Regions from separate parts of the Mus musculus genome. Here region 1 is linked to region 2. The links are chromatin contacts, called in public targeted proximity ligation maps. All regions are on one chromosome and are shown on one strand. The core of a region is the stretch at or near the end of the contact, and the rest is flanking DNA. Distances in the headings are between cores, read along the strand shown. Region 1 overlaps Gna14 (guanine nucleotide binding protein, alpha 14). Region 2 overlaps Gnaq (guanine nucleotide binding protein, alpha q polypeptide).

Region 1 (6,909 bases), core at 3,581-6,080, 230 kb before region 2:
TTCTGTGCCTGGCTTATTTCACTTAACACAATACCTTTGTGAACTGTCAACTTTTTGAGGATAAGGGCAATGCACCTGTTACATAAAAATGTTCTAGGAACTTTTCAGGGAAAAGCTTATTGAGAACAAACAGATTTATGATATAACACATTATATTCAGGCATTTTATGACATATAAAACCCAGAGACAAGTACCATATAACTATTTGTCCACACAAATTAGTACAAATGGTGTTGGCAGCCAGTGTCACCAGCTTAGAGCAATGCTTCCTTCCATTGCTGTACCTGTAACTGTGTCTTTGATGGTAACAGAGTCCCTCAAGACAATGAAGTCAGCCATCTGGAGTCAAAGTCAAACATACTATTTACATTTCACTGCAAACGATTTGACCTCTTTGTTTCTGGCTTCTCTTCAGTAAAGTAGATGGGAACAAGCTGTGCCTGGGCAACCCTCGATTTCCTAGGTTAACAACACACCTTGAACAAGCCTAGGCCCACAGCAGATACTCAGACCGTACAATGCAGTTATTGAGGGGGAAATAGATGTAGAAATCACCCTCTAGGTTTACAGTAGACACTGTGTGACTGAATAAGACTCAGTGTAATGGAGAACACCTTTAAAATAACAAGTTTGATTAATATTCCATGGCTGGAGGCAGGCCAATGTATTAGTCAGTTTACGGTTGCCTCTCAACACCCAGGTCTCCGCTGCGAGTGCCACGGAAATAGCTTTTCCCACACTGTGATGATCAATCTTAGAACCATAGATGGGTTATTATGGCTTAAATGTGGAAAGTCCCCATCACGAGCCTTCATGATGCATTGAACATTTGGTCCCTCACTAGTGGTGCTGTTTGAGAGAGACTGTAGACCTTGGGAGGTAGAACTTAGCTGCCAGACACAGGTCATAGAGTGACAGTCTGTGTGTCCTGAGTCACCACGATGTGAAGAAGTCATGCTGCGAGCCCATACTGCCAGAACCTGAGCTCTACCCTGCCGTGCTGAGCCACACGTTCTGAGCTGGGGGTCGTGTAAACCCCTTTCCTGTGAGATGCCGCTGCCGGGCATTTAGTCACAATAATGATAGAAGGAAACAATGCATGGGCTTCTCTGCCCTTCCAGACTCAGTGGAAAACAGGATGAAAGCTGTGGGCTCCAGGGAGTAGGTCACTGCCTTTGAGTTTCCTCATGTCTCCACTCTAAAAGGTCCCAGAGCACAGCAAAATCCACAGACTTTTGGAGAATGCTAGCAGCCACAGGGGATAGGAAGAGCTCCAATTCTGGCACAATGTAAGAGCAAGCATGCTACTACAGATCAGGGAAATGATAGGGAAAGGGCACATGACCAGGGATCCACCAAACATGCTGAAACCTAAAATATGGGACAGATTGAGTTAGCTGCTAGCTCTGATACTTGTTAACACACTATTTAAAGCACTAGCTTTCTAAATAGTGTTTGTATTATTTTTTTTATTTTTTTTTATTTTTTGGTTTTTCGAGACAGGGTTTCTCTGTGTAGCCTTGGCTGTCCTGGAACTCACTCTGTAGACCAGGCTGGCCTCGAACTCAGAAATCCACTTGCCTCTGCCTCCCAAGTGCTGGGATTAAAGGCGTGTGCCACCACGCCCGGCTTTGTATTATTTTTTATTTCAAAAGCACATTTCATTTTTCATGATTACAATGGTTCATTACAACATTCATAGATTATTAAACAAAAATCCCAGTCTCCACTGTAGGATACCTGACTTTATTTTGCTTGGGGTAGGAAAGGCCAAGAGAATCCTTAAAACAATACAGGCTCTTGCCATTGTCCTTGGTTGCTGGCCAGAACTTGATGGTAAGACCATATTGCTGAACATGCTATATTCTTTGGTCTCAGACATGGAAAAATCAAGCTGGTATTGATCAGGAAATTTCCTTCCTGATCACTACCTTCCATACTGCCAGAAGGTACCATGCTTATTACTGTCTAAGAAAAGCCATCAACAGCCTTAGCCAGCTGTGACTCTCCAGCTGTGAGCTACAGGAACAACTGGCCTGGTAACATATACACATTGTTGTTATAGTAGGATAAACGTTACAGAGATAACCAATGACTTTCTGATTAGATTTAAGGCTTCCTTCACAAGAGAAACTCACGTCTACCTGGTACTACAAACCTGGCTAGTAACCCAGTGACTTGGAAAATCAGAAACCCTAGAGGAGAATCTATTAAAATTATTTTGCTAAATGGACATAATATCAAACTGCCTTCTAAATACTTATCTTCATATCCAAAGATCAGTTCAACTCTCAGATCTTATTGGAGAAGCTTTGTTCATTGCGGTGGGCAACAATTAATACAGAGACTCACAGATGAATAAGTGACCGTGGAGTCCTCAAGCTCTGACTGACTGATCACCTATCAGACTCCTGCCCCATCCTCTCAAGACAAGGGGACACCACGGAAGAGTGGCAGGATGCTGGTAAGAGCCACTGGTTGGAGAGGACGGCTGCAATCAGTGTCTTCTGGATTTGGCAGGGCTATTGGACTCATGATCTTGGGACAGCTGTGGGTACCTGTACAAGACCTGCACAGGATCAAACCAGCCAACATCCCAGCCTGTATGGGAGAGAGACACATGAAACCCTACTCTTTGCTGAGAAGTTACTGGCAGTTGATGGGCACTGGGGAAGGGAGAATCATCTTCTTCAAGGGTGTGGCTCCTGGAGGCTGCCTATGCTCCAGTAAATGGTCCTGCATCAGTACTTATATGAGTACCAATTAGACTTGATGGACACTTTTTTAATGCAATAAAGGAGATGTGTTAGGGAGGGTCTAGAATGAGTTAGAAGGGGATAGTGGGGGGAAATTATGATATACACATATTGTATCCATGTATGAAATTCATAAAAATGTTTTTAAATGTATGAAAATTTACAATAAGAGTAAAGAAAACGGATACTCAAGAATACAGTAAGAACCACACCTGATGGAAAGAGTGATTTTTCAGTTAACATGGACATTGGAGTATTATGCTATATGACATTATTAACATGGACATTGGAATATTATGCTATATGACAATTTTCTGCTGCTCTAGTGGACTGACTCTTCCCTGCATGGAGACGGGCTCTGTGGGGCCAGCTTGCTACCCCCAGGGGCTCCTTATTCCTGCTGAACTTCCAATCATTGCCATCTCCAGCTGCGTCTAAAGTGCATAAGACAGTAGGACAGCCCTAGGAGTTCATGAAAGGGAGTCTTTGGATCTCGTGGTCTCTTCTAGTCTTCCTTATGTAGTCCTTCTACCTGTCACGACTTGTATAGCTTTGTACTGTGCACACTGTCTACAGTGTGGAGTTGTACTTAGCTGAAGAAATGGGGGAACTATATATATAGTCCATCTTACTGGAAGTGTAAGCCCCATTTTCTATTTAGTGATTAAGTACAGAATGTCCTGTTCTAGAGGTCAGTCTTGGGTTGATCTCCATATCCCATCAAGCTGTGATAAAAAGCAGCCTCATAGGTGATCCTCAAGGTGATGCAGATGGCAAAGAACATAAGCTGGAGACAAAAGCGCCTCTACGGTGAACAAAGGAGGGACATGAAAAATTATTATTTCAAAAGCTAACTTAGTAGCCAATAGGAAGCTCTAAAAGTGACCTTAGGAAATGCTCAATGCTAGTCCCCCTGCCTCCTTGTCCCTCTTCCCAGAGTCTATTTGCTTACTCTGATTTCTAAACAGGCTTTGTAGAATACAATAGTATCCGACTGGCTGAGTCAGGGCATAGGTGCATCCCTCCTACACAGGCCACAGAGCCAGAATTCCAACGCAGACATCAGCAGATGGGCCGTGCATCAAAGCAAACACGCATGCTGACCTCTTGTAAGATCCTATCATCCCTCTACCTGTCTTGCCTTGGAATAGCCATTGAACAGGCTTCATCACCCACTCTTGTTAAGTTTCCAGCCGAGAACTGAGAATTTAAACAATTTCCAGCTTGTGTAATGAGTAATGGAAATAAATCTTTTTCACCACCTTCTGTGAGAAATTCTTTTCACGGGCTCTAATAAACACTGTCACTGTTTGAAGCCTTAAATATCTGACTGTCTGCTGCAGACTACACAAACGCCATCTTAACTGTGTGGGACCCGCTCTCACGGAGAATCTGCTTTTTGTAAAATTTCAGCCTGCTTGGCTATCTCACAAGACCACATAGAGTGTTCTTCCAACAGCCTTTGGAACTGCCTTAAGAGGCAGGAGCTCCCCAAAGCCTCATCACCAAGTTTTCAGCCTGTTCCTAAGCAAGAAAAAGAACAAAATGTATGCCCCCAAAGGAAATACTGCTGCCACCACAGAACAAAACAATATACATCAAACCCACACTCATTTCAGTACCCCTGCTGGAGGAGGCTGTAGACTCTGAGCTATGGAGTTCTGGAATAAAAGGCTCTCAAAAGTCAACAGTCCCTGACCATTCATGCTCACCGATATCTGAGAAGATGTAGATTTAGAGATGTGAGTTGAAAGAAGAGGGTCTCAGGGACCCTCTCCTTGATGTAAGCCAAGCTCCTAATACAGCATCAATACATAGTGCACACTTGCTTTGTTGGGAAGTCCGGCCAAGGATGTGGTTTAGTGAGCAGCCTATACGTGAAGGTGTAAGCAGGCATTTTCAGATGGAGAATTTTTTTTTTACTTGATACTTGAATCAGACACTGTTTCAATGTTTATATTAGTTTTTAAAACCTCTTTAAATAAACTTGGCAGAGCCTCTTTGAATAACATCATGAGTCATCTAGTTATGTAGTACTCCCAAACCAAGCCAAATCTTAGTGGTCTTTCTCCTGGCCTAAATACAGTTTGCACAGCTCTCAGACGAGGGCTTCTAGAGGCCTATTGTAAATCACTAAGTCTCTGCAGCCAGCTCTCAGGAATTTTAGAGGCAGGATAAATCATAATTCATTCTTGCATTGTGATAACACACAGCCATGTCTGAATTAAAAATAAAATGTTAAAATCTTAAAAATGGATGGGTATGAATGAACCAATGAAGAAGCTACAAATTTTGAGTCACACACTGTTACTCAGAAACCTTAAGATCTAAAAGAGGCGGGGGACATAAGCCAGTATGTGGTTTCCCAACAGAGAAAGAACTACAGGGAGAGAAAGGACCACCATTTCTGCCTTATTTATTTTTGTATGTGGCTTGGAAATACATCATTCTATAAAAACATCATTACTACCAAACAATGCCCTTCTTTTAGCTAGGTGAGAGATCCAGAGTAACAAATACGTTTTCCTTTTTGTTTGTTTGTTTTTTGTTTTTAGGATTTTTTACTTCATTTGTGGATGTTTGTTGCGGGGGAGGGCGGTGGTGGGGATGGTATGCATTTGAGTGCTGTGCTTGCAGAAGCCAGCAGAGGGCACCAGGTCCCTCAGAATGAGCATTATAGGCAGGTGTGCACTTCATGGGGGTGATAGGAGCTAAATTACAGTCCTACGGAGGAGTCGTTTGTGTTCTTAACCAATGAGCCATCTCTTTGGCTCATTTTTTTCCTCCTTTATGTGAAATAGGTTAGACCAACTACCTTATACAAGTATAATGAAAGCCCTTTGTAAAGGTTAAAATGTTTTAAGTAAATCATTTAAAAATATATAAAGAATTAAAGGGAATTTATTTGAATAAAAATTAACCCAATGGATCAAAAAGATAATTTCCAAAGAAAATCGATGTAAAAATTATTCATGTATGTGTTAACTTTTTTGTTTATATTGTCTTTGAAATGCAGTTTATATTTTATACTTTATTTAACACATCCATATTTTAGACTAGGAGCCTTTCTGGGACTCAATAGCTCCATGGAGCTGGCAGGCAACGGGCTGGACAGCAAAGGGCAGAAATGAAGCTAAGGCTTATCATGGCAGATCTCTTCCCTTGGGCTATCACTGTCTTCCACCCTCTCCAAGACTCCTTTTCACCTATCCTGACATCACAGCACTTAGAGGAATGTCACCCTTATAAGTCACATGACATCCTGTTCTGAAGCTTAGACAACACATTCTAAATGAAAAGACAGGACCCAGGCTCATTCCCACTTCTCAACAGTAGAATGAATGGAGACACATGACCGCCAAGTTTTCAAGCCGTAACTACAACCCGAGTCTTTAAAAGCACCTCTGCACACCATGGCAGTGGCTTCCATCTCACTTTACCCTTAGAAATCACGACACAGAGCTTTGTAGCAAGGAAGAGAGAGCCCACTGAAGTCACAAGGAGAACGTCTGTTGCTTATACTGCTCCGAGGTCCCAATGGCTCGCTGGGGTGAGGGAGAGGTTAGGTCTCAAAAGGAAGTTATTTCCATGACTTGAAAGAGATTTTTGGTCCTCTGCCAAAGGCAGGAGAACCTTTTTAAAAATAAATCAATTCCTCATTTCCAAAGAACGACCATGTAGAGCATGTATGCTGGATCAAATGCCGTGACTGAGAAATGTCACCATCAGAGCCAAGAACACCCGAGTCCCGCCCCCACACCCCCTAGAACCTTACTGAGACTCATAAAAGACAGCTGTCTCTCTCCTAGTTTTCACTGAGTCTAACTGTATATACACTGTTTCTTGCTTTAGGAAGCAAACAAAGCATTACTCCAGCAATTACAAATTATATTCTGCCTTTTTTGATCTTTGAAAACAGGTTTTTGTTTGGTTGTTGTTGTTGTTTTGTCCTACGTTGTTTTGTCTCCCTCGGGATCCTTACTCTCATTTGGTGAGTTTAGTCATGTGAAAATCTCAAATGCTGGCAAATCTCTTGCCTCCTCTCTCATTCCTCTTGCTCTGCCCTCCTTGTATCTTTACTGACAATATCAATCATTACCATTGCCCCAGCCTCCATACACACTGAAGAAAGAGGAAAATGTAACTGGAATG
Region 2 (7,655 bases), core at 173-2,672:
GAACTCTAAGCACGTCTTGTTGTGTAGGCAGATAGGAAGGGTCGGCTACACGGTCCAAGTCATTCAGATAGCTAGAAGAGGAAGACATGAGAATGTCAGTTACCATCATTCTAATCCCATGGAAAGAGCAAAAACTGAGTCACAGAGAAAAAGGAAAGTCTGTAAGGTGACAGGCTAGGAAGCAGGCAAGGCCACACTTCCCCTGCTCAGAGAAAGGTTCTCCACCCAGTCACCTACTTACCACATTCCCATTTCCTCAGCAGCTGAACTCATGTAAAAGAAGGGAGAGCTGGTAAGAAACTGCAGTGAGTCTCCTAACATCTATTTGTTTAGCAGGCTTGGCTGGTGAATCAAGAGTTAAAGTTTTAAACTATTTATACAAAGTAAATTTGCATAAACCACCATATAATAAAGCTGAGTGTAAGGTCAGGATTTATCTTCTCTGTTGTTTGCAGAACATCAGTCTTTTCCTGGAATGAAGTTTCCTCATTCCCCTGAGAGAAGACAGACAGTATCATACCATGTCTTTAATTATGTCCAAAGCCCAAGTCATTTGTTATTCTTGAAAAGCCATGAGATTTTAAGTTATGATAACAATAATGTCTAATGTCAGATGCTCTTCTTTACAGTCACCTACCCTAACTTTTATGTATCTGACCATGATACTTACGCATTTCCACGGGGTGGGGAGAATCAAACATTGTATTTTTGATTGAAATAATTTTAGACTTACAAGAAACTTCGATCTATCACAGAGAATTCCTTGTATAAATCTTTCAATTGGCTCCCCCTTAATGATAGCATCTTCCTCCTTCTTCTTTTTTTTTTTGTTTTATTTATTTATTATATGTAAGTACACTGTAGCTGTCCTCAGATACTCCAGAAGAGGGCACCAGATTTCGTTACGGATGGTTGTGAGCCACCATGTGGTTGATGTGGTTGCTGGGATTTGAACTTGGGACCTTCGGAAGAGCAGTCGGCTTCATAACAGACCTTAGTTATGTGTATTCACACATATATTACACATACGAGTGTGTGTGTGTGACACACAGTCTATGAAGTTTTGCCACATATACACATCTGTGTAATCACCACCTCAAGCAGGGCACAGAACTTTCCAGCTGGCACCAAGAACCTGACTGGTGTTATCACTGGCACACCTGACCTCTGGCAATTACAGTTCACCATCAGTACGACTCTGTCCTTTCCAAAACCTTTCCCATTCACTTTCCAGGATCTTAAAGTGTAGGACATAAATTGTAATGTCACAAATGGCACAGTTTGACAGATCTGGTGACAGCCAGGTAGAGATGATTGTTCTGAGAAGCACTGCTATGATTTCAAAGAGAAACTATACTCTCCTGGCCCTGAACACAGGGATGGCTTCAAAGGGCATGGCCACAAAGTGACTACCCTGTGAGGAAGAGGCAGAAAAAAGGTGGAGCCATTAACAGAACTGGAAGGAACTAAACCTTCAGCTGGTAAGGACCACAAACAAGATCCAATGAGTTTGAATGTTTGGTGTTCATGGTATTTACAACTCAGTAATTACAAAACTCCTCGGCTGATGACTCTAATTCCTATACAGAGACTCAGTTTAAGCATTAAAGCTTTTATCATGTTATTCTTATTACTGGAGTTTCTTAATGAGTGAGACTCAAATGTGAAACGAAATATTACAAGGGAAGTGTGTGTTACGCCTATATGATTCATGAACTCACAGCAGTAAAGTCCAGCATTAATGAGGAAGTAAAATCTCTGCCCTGTGGGAAGCGTATCAGTCCTCCAAGTTCATGCTCCAGGGCTGTGTCCCAGACACATCAACACTTCTGCAGCCAGAATCGAGCTCTCTACTGACCAGTAAGAGCTCGCTTCTTACCTTCAACTATTATAAAACTGGCTCGGGACCAAAGCGGGTGCTTGGAGAATACAACTGTAAAGCTGTATTTTAGTGAATCTTGGCATACTCCTAGAGCCACCTAATGGATTAACATTCTGAGAATTATCTGTAGAACTATATCTCCTCTACAGATAATGTGGCCCACATCAGATACAAAAGCAAGAAGCTACTCTGGACAAATACAACTTTCTAATTTATCAGATCCTTGATTTGAAAAATTTAAGCTTATATTCTAAAATGTATGTGACCATCATTTTATATACAAGAACTCAGAAATTTCAGAAAAATCAAAGAAGTTTGCATTTACAGTGGCAAGATAAAAATGAAACTAAGAAATATACTTCCATTCTAGTTATGACCACGCACTCAAAAGCGCGAGTACACACACACACACACACACACACGTATGCACGCACACATGTACAAAGAGAGGTCACACACAGAGAGGTCACAAAAGAGGGCTGTTAATTCTTGTGTACACGGTTCTGTGGCAGTCTAGGAATGAAGGGAAATTGTGGTTTTGTTTTTTAAAGATGAACCAAGAGTACCCAATGCTAGCACCATTTTCAAGCACAAATGTATGTTTTCCAGGGATGATATTAAAAATCAGTACACAAAGTGGGAATTTATCTATTCAACTGTGCTGACAGCATCTCTTCCATCAGGAAAAAGTGCAATAACCTCCCCAAAACTGTGTATGCTACATGGAGTCAGGATACATACCTGCAGCTGGAAAGTGACTTGCAAAGGCTCAGCAGCCACCCTATAAAACTGACAGTGGCATATCTCTGTGCATAGGGTACCACTCTCTTTCCTCTTCATCCTTTGTACAGCTCATGTAGAATAACAACTACTTACACTGAACATTTGTTGCTTGCCAAGTTTTGTTCTATTTCAATATTGTCACCATCATGACAGGGAAATAGTCATTTAAAATGTTCCATGCAGACTACAGACATGACTCATTGATTAAGCAGAGGGCTGGGTTTAAGTCACTGTATAGCAGCTCATAACTATCTCTAATTCCACTTCCAGGGCATCTTGATGCCCTCCTCTGTCATGTTGTCAGTACTAGGCTTGTACATGGTGCACAGACATACATACAGACAAAAAACTCATACACATAAAATAAGTAGATTTAAAAAAATGTTCCATATATTTCTGACTAAGTTAAAAGTAAGGATGATCTTGCTGGATAGTCTGGCTTTGTCTCCGTGGGCTGGGGAAGGGAAAGGCTCACTTCATTTGAGGTAGAAAGTCAAATTACTGTAGTTTAGCAAAAGGAAATGGCTGAATAGTATCTGTTTCTATTAGTTGCAGCATAGAACACCTACATCCAACACCAACCATCCCCAACACCCCCTCCAAATAAAAGCAACACAAAACCAAACAAACTCACCAACCAAACAAAAGAGGCACAGTCTTTCTATATAATTATTTTTCTATGGAATGGCTCAGAAGGTGAAATACTGAAGACACAATTTGTGAAGCAGAAAAGAAAAGACAACTGAGAACTGTATCTCTCACTGCTCAGGAAAGGCCACCGTGGGCAGCTTGTGCCTGCGTGCCCCAGCTCCAGCGTCTCATGTCCCACCATGGCTTAGCAAGCAGGACTCAGGAGAGCTCGGGGCAGTTTTGTACTTTATAATGGCTTGGGGGAAGGGATTTACTTTGTAGCCCCAGAAGTGGGGTTTCTAGTGTACTACGTATATCCTCCTCATTTGTGCCTGCCACATTTTGGATGGAATAAAGTAATATCTAATCTCTTTATTTTCCACTGAAATACTTCATATTCTCAGCAAAACTGATGGAAAATGGGGGGTGGGTGGGTTCCTGTTGTATTATTCCATTCATTTAACCTTTTAAAAAGAAGCACCAGGGCTTAAGCAAATTTATATTACAGAGTAAATTCAGAGAGTTAATTATAGAAATAATTTGTTTTGTAAGACTGACTCTGAGTGGCTGCTGAGGTCATTCTGAGAGTGTTGCTATGGTGATGGCACAGGCACATTGCCAAGGCAATGCATGTGTAAAAGGTAGCTGGCGGAAGATCTTTCCTTGATGTCAGAGACAGGAAGAAGTCATGGTATACATGGGACTTAATTATCTGGGAGATAAGCCACATCTAAGAGTGCTTTAGAAAACGTAGGTTTGCCTGTTTAAGTCCTCTTTACTCCTATCTTATAGGCCTTTGATGACTTTTTGCTATATTAAGACACCAAATAATTTGGAACTTGTTAATTAAACATATTTAGCCTTCTTCCACATGCTCTCAGATTCAGTGGTCAGGGTCCATGACTAGCTTTTTCTGTGGCTGTTTTACCAGCACTCGGCAGGGAGCCACGGAACATACGCTCAGTGTGTTGCTCAAATGAAAACTATTTTATGAGAAATGCGCAATGGCTAGGCAAGTAGAGAACTCCTTAGGAACCAGCCCAGGAGCCAAGGGGCTGTTAGCTACCCATCCTTATGTGATTACACTTCTGGGACATAGCTCGCCTGCATTATGTAAAAACTAAATTCTGAATTAAAACGACTGACAAATTTCAATACAACAGAGGAAGGGCAGCACTGGTTTAACTTCATTTAGAGATATGCTTCCTGACTTCAGCCCTGTCCACGGGATGACGTAACTGGTACAACCACACTCACCAGGGTACAGCTTCTCCCCTGGCTTTCTATCCAGTCCAGTGACAACCGAGGAGGCTGACCCGATCAACAGACATGTCTGAGAGAATCTCCTGAATGGAGCAAAGTTATATAGGGTTCTGTTGGTTTTCAGTAAAAGGAAGGGAGGGCAAAGAAAGAGCTAAAGTAATCTCACAGTTCCTCTCCCACAGCAACAGAGTCACCTGGAGTTTAATGGCACACTAGACTTACAGCTTTATGGTAGAAGCGAAAGATATGAAAGCTCTTGGATAAATTCATGGGCTATGCAAGGAGTTTGCCCAAGATTTTATTTGGGTTAAGTCATCATAAAATTCCAAGTAATAATCCCCAAACATCTCCCTGTAGCATGTTTGAATACATGAGTGGATGAAGGCAGCCACGCCCACTAGCTTGCTTTCTTGTTACAATTAACTTCAGGATCATCTCTTGCTGTAAACAATAAAGTTTTAAGTTTAGAAAAAAGGAGCTATACCCATGCTTTGAATTATTAAAAGTAAAGAGTAAAGCTGAGACTTCGGTAAAATAATATGACCAAATCAAATTAAATTTGACTTTTTTTTTGCTTGGGATATGATTCTAAGTGATCATTAATTTTAATGATTGTCTGTCCATAGCAAATTTGAGCTACTGTGAGCATAAGAGTAACTTTGAACAACTCAATTGTCCCTCCCAGTTTTAAATGAAAGCAACCCAGAATAAGATTTGGCAACATATAAGTGAACTAGCTTTTTTTAAAAAAAAGTTTTAAAGAAAAAGTTAGAGGCATATAGACAGACCTTAGCAAGTACACCATTAAGAAAAAAGGACCTGTGGGTAGTAAGTAAGAAAAGAAGTTTCTGGCATGTGATGCAAACCCAGCTAAACACAAGATAAAACAGTGCCTTGTGGCATTAACAGCATGCTCACTGGGCAGATATTTGGCACTGGGGGATTTTAACCCCTATTAAGTGTCTCCATGGCAAGGCTGCCATGTTACAGATTTGCAGTTCAAGTTCGATATGAAGATAAAATCGTGGCACAGAAAAATGATGCTGGGTAGGCTTCATATTTTTAATTATTAAAAAGAAGGTTACAAAAACTAGGTCGCCTTCATTAAAAAAAATTAACAAGACCTCATTGTGAGAGGCCCAGTCCCTTGGGAGTAGAAAGCTAGATCATGCCATGAGATCCTATCTGACTGTCAGAAAGCAGCGAAGGCAAGGAAGAAGCCCAGACACAGCTCTGTCCAGAGCTGGATGAGCACAAAATTCCAGAGAAAAAGAGTTAAAAAAACAAAACAAAAAACCAAACCACTGGAACATTGTTAGAGAGACCTTTAAAAAATGGTTTAGTGACAGTTCTGAAATCTACTACCCTGAGACAAGGTTCAAAGCAACCCAGGTCTGAAGGCCTGGATGGAGCGGCCCTCCTCCCTCTGATCTGATTGGCCAGGAATCTGGTTCAGCTTGTTAGCTGAATGCAGTTACTCATTACACAAGCACTCCCGTCTCAAGTGAACTCAGTGGGTAAAAGGGAAGTAAGCGTTCCTCATGGCTAGTGCTCAGTGACCGGTAGCATTTATTACGGGTAGTTTTGGACATAACGTTGTTTGCTTTTCATAGGAAATCCCAAGTGCAAGGCAAAGGCCACAAAGTAGTGTTATGGATCCCGATTCTTCAGAACGTTATCTCAGGGGAGAGTAATCTCCACAGTAAAGAGAAAGGGAAGGGAGAATGGGTCCCGACTCTCTTTGACAAAAGAACTACAACAATTCACAAAGTATTTTTTCCCCTTAGCAAATATCCTGAGTATCCTGAAAAGAACTTAGCATTTAGGAAAGAGACTCAACATATTAATTCTATATACATACTGTTCAAAATGATTATCAAAGAGACCAGTGGGACCGAGCAACTCTGTGTGCCAGGCAGACCCCAGTGTTGAGTCCAGGACAAGGCCAAGAGCAACAGATTCACAACTATATTGCACAAAGAAACAGACAAAGCCTGTATTAGATACACACACAGCCAGGCACAACAATGCACACCTATAGCCCTTACTACTGGGGTGGGGAGAGGGGAGCTAAGCAGGATTGTTTGTGGCAGGGAGCCTGAGGTACTGTACTGGTGCAACACAAATGGACTGTCTCTTAAGTAGGAAACAAAAGGAAACAACAAAATCCAAAGAGAGAGACAGAGGAAGGCAAAAGAGGCCCTTAGTTCCCCTACTGAGTTTTTCTAATTTATTTTCTTGTAAGACAGCTTTCAAGGGTGTTGATTAATTCTGACCCAATTCTGAAACACCAAGAAACAATAGAATGTTGCTTCTTATCTGCCTTGCTGTGCAGTGACTATGCTTAATTCAGATAACATATACCTGTTTAATGAGAATGTATTATGTTAAATTCTAATTCCGCGTGTCTTTGATGGGAGTTGGTGGCTGGCACAAGGAACTGGTATGAAAATACATTAAAATATACTTCTTTGCCTTAGGGATGTCAGACTACCTGGGAAGCAAAGATAGTACAGATGAATCAATTGAGAAACAATTAAGTACCCAAGTGTAACTTGCTAACTAAGAATGTAATAAGAAAGGATAGGTGATCATGAACTGCAGTAGGGAATTATGTGCACAAAAGGGTGGGGGATGCTAGAGGCAGAAAAGAGAAGAAATAAGAGTAAAGAAATCAGAAATGGCACAGAATTTTCTTAGTTTTTCAACTAATACCTTTTAATCAAAGTCCATGGTAAACCAGAGAATAACTTCTTTGAAAGTGGGAATGAACCAAATGATAAAAGACCTAAATCCCTTCCTAAAGGAGTGGTACTGTAGCAATGAGTACAGTTGTACTGCACATACCCACTGGTGATATGAACAATGGGCCTATGAGAAGTCCCACTGACCACAGCTGAGAGCTAACTCTAAACACAAGCCAGTTTCCTAAGGCCATATTATTTTAACTTAGAGGTTTACTCTGTAGCACCAGGCCCTGACATTCAAGCATGATGACCATGTCCAGAGACTGATGGATGGGCCATCCTAATTTGACTTAACATATAACAAGACAACATTGAACCTATTGATTTATTCATTTATTGATTTATTTATG

The links.
Region 1: a targeted proximity ligation map of embryonic fibroblasts shows a contact between it and region 2, with 7 read pairs. A contact is called at or near these places in 10 of 484 Hi-C or Micro-C datasets (the MNK3 cell line, embryonic stem cells, nephron progenitors and 2 more) and 7 of 130 datasets of targeted methods (the G1E-ER4 cell line, the NIH/3T3 cell line, bone marrow-derived macrophages and 3 more).

What each region holds. Positions count from the first base shown.
Region 1 is chr19:16,556,667-16,563,575 of GRCm38.p6, reverse strand. The region is part of intron 2 of Gna14 (guanine nucleotide binding protein, alpha 14); the gene reads right to left. Among named protein-coding and RNA genes, the nearest start is that of Gm41811, 23 kb to the left of the region's middle.
Region 2 is chr19:16,324,493-16,332,147 of GRCm38.p6, reverse strand. Gnaq (guanine nucleotide binding protein, alpha q polypeptide) reads right to left here. Exons shown (of 7, transcript NM_008139.6): 4 at 1-71. Among named protein-coding and RNA genes, the nearest start is that of Mir496b, 13 kb to the right of the region's middle.